Linked DNA regions of Macaca mulatta: region 2 is linked to region 1. The links are chromatin contacts, called in public Micro-C maps. All regions are on one chromosome and are shown on one strand. The core of a region is the stretch at or near the end of the contact, and the rest is flanking DNA. Distances in the headings are between cores, read along the strand shown. Region 1 holds the start of LOC144332943 (general transcription factor IIH subunit 5). Region 2 overlaps RASSF3 (Ras association domain family member 3).

What was found. A called contact is a pair of places that touch in the nucleus more often than the background predicts.
Region 2: a contact with region 1 is called in a Micro-C map of CD4 T cells, with 8 times the contacts expected there. The contact joins the enhancer-like site here to the promoter of LOC144332943 in region 1. A contact is called at or near these places in 4 of 14 Hi-C or Micro-C datasets (CD4 T cells, blood, fibroblasts and 1 more).

What each region holds. Positions count from the first base shown.
Region 1 is chr11:71,747,476-71,750,175 of T2T-MMU8v2.0, forward strand. It overlaps LOC144332943 (general transcription factor IIH subunit 5), which reads right to left and starts at 1,370. Exons shown (of 1, transcript XM_077954678.1): 1 at 875-1,370. The coding sequence starts at 1,296. The coding sequence ends at 1,081. All of the region lies in intron 1 of RASSF3 (Ras association domain family member 3), which reads left to right.
Region 2 is chr11:71,803,820-71,806,519 of T2T-MMU8v2.0, forward strand. All of the region lies in intron 1 of RASSF3 (Ras association domain family member 3), which reads left to right. Among named protein-coding and RNA genes, the nearest start is that of RASSF3, 68 kb to the left of the region's middle. Within about 2 kb of position 1,387, at least 20 of the 40 cell types and tissues checked have an H3K27ac peak or open chromatin away from gene starts, as enhancers often do. A contact at or near this core is called in CD4 T cells and blood, where this site is marked.

The DNA.
Region 1 (2,700 bases), core at 120-2,619:
AGTCTAGATACTTCTTATAAGTGAATTTGTACAGTAATTGTCTTTTTGTGACTGGCTTAGTTTACTTAGCTTGATGTCCTCAAGATTTATTCATGTTGGAGTATGTGTCAGAATTTCCTTCCTTTTAAAGGCCGAATAATATATCCATTGTATGTATGTATCACTTTTTGTTGATCCATTCATCCTTCCATAGACATTTGGATTGCTTCCACCTTTTGGCTTTTGTGAATAATGCTGCTATGAACATGAGTGTACAAATATCTCTTAAAGACCCTTCTTAAAACTTTTTGCGATATATACCCATAAGTAACAATTGCTCTAGAACTCTAGAATCATATGGTAATTCTGTTTTTAATTTTTTGAGGGCTACTATACTGACAAATTTGAGTCCTTATTTAAACCCATGATTATGGAATACTGCTGCTTGATTTCAACTGTCATTTGGTTGTCTACATTGTATTTTATTGAATTGGCATTATTCCCCAAATATTGGAAAATGTGGAGGTTTCTAATTTTTGCTACTGTAAATAGCACTAATAAATACCTTGAACATGAAACCTTTTCCATTATGGATTAATTTTATAGGATAGTTGTACAAAAATGGAATTTTACTGATTATGAGGGTGTGACTTTTTATGACGGTAGTTATATATTGCCAATATTTGTCTATTTTTAAGTTTCATTACATCCTTACCTCCATTGGATATAGTCATTAAAACAGAGAAAGAAAACTTCAATAACTAAAGGCACCTTATTGCTATTTAATTTGCCTTCTATTATTATTATTATTATTATTATTATTATTATTATTATTTTTTAGCATTGACATTCGTATTTTAATAAAGGATAATAAAAGACAAATTACAGCCAACTGTTAAAGCCTTTTTTTTTTTTTTTAATTCTATGGTATAACAAAATCAGTTCAGGGGCTTTTTTTTCTGAACAAATGATCATGATCCCTTGGTCTTTCCTGTGGCATGCTCCTAACAACAACCCTCTATGTCTAATCAGTCACCTATCAAGTGGCAAGTCTTTCACATTTGCTGCTTATAATTCCTAAATGGTCCATATTGAGTATTTTCATTTTTGGGTAAGGGAAAAAGCATTTTGGTCCATTAATTCACCCACTCGCTCCTGGAGGACATTAACCAATTCTGCTATTACAAAGACGTGAGTGTCATCAATGTCTTGAATGATGAACTTCTTCCCCAGGGCATTGGACTCATCCAAGTACAGCAGAAACTGCTTCATGGCAGGATCACATTCTATAAGCACTCCTTTCAAGACGTTGACCATGTTTTCTTAGTCAGAAGGTTCAGATGACCTCAAGAATGCTCAGCCCACAGATGCAGAAGCGCCTCGGCGTCGCCCCCTTTATTATTTTTTAAATTATTTATTATTATTTTTTGAGATGGAGTTTTGCTCGCCACCCAGGCTGGAATGTATGGCACGATCTTGGCTCACTGCAACCTCCGCCTCCGCCTCACTGCAACAGGAGAACCAAGCGATTCTCCTGCCTCAGTCTCCTGAGTAGCTGGGATTACAAGTGCCCGCCACTACACCCTGCTAATTTTTGTATTTTTAATAGAGATAGTGTTTCACCATGTTGGCCAGGCTGGTCTCAAACTCTTGACCTCAGGTAATCCACCCGCCTCGGCCTACCAAAGGGCTGAGATTACAAGCATGAGGCACTGCACCCGGTGCATTCCTTTAATTAACTGTGAATTTAATACTTTTTTAATACTTCTGAGTAAATCTCCCCCGTGTGAGAACTGTCCATGCATGACCTTTGCGCATTTGTCTATTAGGTAGGCAAAATCTTGAGAGCACTGCTCGAGTCTGTGCATTTTTAGTTGGGTAGATGGTTCTCCTTTTTTGAGGTCAGCTGAACTTCAGGGTTTTTTTTGACTTACACTGTTTGTACCAAAGGGATAATACATATTTAGGCTTTTTTTTTTTTTTTTTTTAAGAGGGAGTTTTGCTCATGTTGCCCAGGCTGGAGTGCAGTGGCACGATCTCGGTTCACCACAGCCTCCGCCTCCCAGTTCAAGCAATTCTCCTGCCTCATCTTCCCAAGTAGCTGGGATTACGGGCATGCGCCACTATGCCCAGCTAATTTTTGTATTTTTAGTAGAGATGGGATTGATCAGACTGGATGGTCTTGAACTCCTGATCTCAGGTGATCCACCCACCTGGGCCTCCCAAAGTGCTGGGATTACAGATGTGAGCCCCCGCGCCCAGCCCAGGCATTTTGAAATACTTAAGAATGTGTTTCAGGCTGATATCACTGAAACTCAGAAAAATACTGTAGTTACAACATGGGGAAGGCATTGCTAAGAAAGCATCACCATAAATAAACCCGTGGGATTCAGAAGGTGGGGAGTTGGGTGATGTGTTTTCTACTAACCATGTTTTTTTTGAAAAAGGGTGACTAGGAAGTTCCTGTTTATCTTTGAATTTCAATAAATTTCGTGCTTGTTTTCCAACCACTCTGGTAGAATTTAGAAGAACCTAAGTTATTTTTTATTTTTATGTTTTTGACAGTCTCACTCTGTCACCAGGCTGGAGCGCAGTGGCGTGATCTCGGCTCACTGCAACCTCCACCTCCCAGATTCAAGCTATTGTCCTTCCTCAGCCTCCTGAGTAGCTGGGACTACAGGCATGCCCCACCATGCCCAGCTAATTTTTTTTTTTTTTTTG
Region 2 (2,700 bases), core at 137-2,636, 56 kb after region 1:
CCACTCAATCAGAGCATCTGTGCTATTAATGTTTGCTCTTTTTTGTTTGTTTTTGGTAAAAGGTCTTTATTTTTTTAAAGAGATCTGTAATACTAAAAAAAAGTAAAAAATAAAAAAAAACACCCAAAAACCTCTTGTGGGGCTGGGGTGGGGAGTGAGGTAAACTTTCCTAGGCTGTCAGGCAAGCAAAGGCAGAAAGGCGGGGTCCACAGCTTTGAGTGCTTGGCATGGAGCTTGGCACCAATGGGCAATCAATAAATAGTTGTTGAATAATGGCTTGTATTATATATCTTCATAACAGTTATATAAAGTAGGTATTCTTTCGCACATTTTACAGTGATGAGAAAACTGAGGCCCAGAGAGGTTAAGTAACTTGCCTCTGGTCACACAGCTAGAATGTGGCAGAGCTGTGTGATTTTAGACCTAAGTATGTCTAAATCATAGTCCACAGGCTGTCACTAAGCTAAAATAGAGGAAATGATAGGGCCACATTCACCTTTTCACTCTCTTTTGGACAGTCACTATTTTTTTGAGGGGTGGTGGGGACAGAGTCTTGCTATGTTGTCCAGGCTGGAGTGCAGTGGCACAGTCTCAGCTCACTGCAACATCTGCCTCCCAGGTTCAAGTGATTCTCCTGCCGCAGCCTGCTGAGTAGCTAGGATTACAGGTGCGCCACCACACCCAGCTAATTTTTGTATTTTTGTAGATGGGGTTTCACCATGTTTGCTAGGCTGGTCTCGAACTCCTGACCTCATGATCCACCCACCTTGGCCTCCCAAAGTGTTGGGATTACAGGCGTGAGTCACCGTGCCCGGCCCGAATAGTCACTCTGAATTGCACTATGTTTATTGGGCATTTTGTTATGTTTTTAATTTTGATATAATTTCATAGTTATAGAAAAATTAACCAAAAGAGTATAAACAATTTTCAGACCCTTTACCCAGATTTGTTGGGGCATATTCTTCGAAAGTCTGAGTTGTGATCCTGCGGGATTGGGCTGCATTTCTTGAGTAGAGCCTGGGCCATGCTACGCAAGAACTCCTGGGTGCCTGTGAGGTTGGGTGTGTCCCATCTGAGAAAGTTCGCTGCTGAAAAACAGTGACGTAACCCCACCCAGGAACTGAAGCGAGCCTAAGATCAGCTCTCCAGGGCTTGCTGGCTGGAAACAATGAGGGAAGAAGAGTCTAGGATTTACGAAATATTTTTTTGTGGAAGAACTCTTCCTCTGAGAAACTGCTGGAGGGTTTGGGGAATACAAAACAAAACTGACTTATGAAAAGATGACTTGTAACTCACCAAGCAGACACTCTCAGGCGTGGCATGATGCCCTCACTGCCTGCCAAGAACAATAACTGACACATTATCCACAGACGACTGCGCCCCATGCCGTTTCCTCTCCTGCCATCACAATGAAAGGCCAGGGTTGACACGTGGTGTTGTATCTATCCCACGTCTGCTGCACTGTTTTCTTTTAACCCTTCTTGCTCCCACCCCTTTACCTGTGAGACCTACTGTGCCCCTCCTGGGTTTCATTTTCTTCTCTTCGTTTTTCCTGGGCATACAGCTGCATTCCTAGAGATTGTGGTTCTGATTCATAATCAGTGTATGCGGAGGAAGGGGGAGGATTCTGCTCTGTGAGCGGACAGGAGCGTCTGTTTTAAAGGGGTAAACAATTGGGAAGTTTGTAGAGTTAAGGGTTTTCCTCTGATGCTAAATGAAACCACCGTCCTCTGTTCCAAGGCCTGAGCTTATGACTTCTTTGCTACCAGACCCAGAGAAACAGTGTTTGGTGGCCACTTTGGAAGCAGTTTGTCCTTTGACCTTCCCCACTCCACTTGCGCAGACACCAAGCCCTGTGAGGACGGGCGTGGTGTCTGCTGCTGAGCCTGACTGCCCCACACTTAGGCAGGTGCCTGGCACATGGCAGAAGCTCAGCAAATATTTGCCGAATGATGAGGCTTGCGTGTATGATTGCTACATTTTTGGCTTTAAAAGTACAGCATCAGGGCCCTTTGGGTTTTACCTACTTTTCTGGGATATACTTTTCTTTCCAGTTGATCCATTTTTTTTTTTTTTAGATGGAGTTTAGCTCTGTCTCCCAGGCTGGAGTGCAATGGCATGATCTCTGCTTACTGCAACCTCTGCCTCCCGGGTTCAAGCGATTCTCTTACCTCAGCCTCCCAAGTAGCTGGGACTACAGGTGCTTGCCACCATGCCTGAATTTTTGTATTTTTAGTAGAGACAGGGTTTTGCCACATTGGCCAGGCTGGTCTCCAACCCCTGACCTCAGGTTATCCGTCCACCTCAGCCTCCCAAAGTGCTGGGATTACAGGTGTGAGCCACCACGCCCAGCCAGTTTCCTTAGTTTTTAATCTCTGAGAAGGAAAGATAATTGTTACATAAGGATGTCTCAGTTATCTGTGTGTGGATGATCCAGGGAAAATACCTCTTTCCAGACTGGCTTACTCTTTGGATTTTCCTCAAGCTTCTGGGTCTGCCTGTGCGAAGGGGCCTAAGGCTGGGTGTTAAGTCCCGTAGCATCAGCAAAACCTGTAATTTAGGGTTAACCAGCTTTACTTAACCCTGTTCTTTGCTCTTAATCACTCCCATTACCCCTTTTCCTTCTCCTCGTTCTTAGAATTCTCATGTGAGTGGTGGTAAGCTCCTAGGATGTATGTATGCTGCTGTGTATGTGCTTTG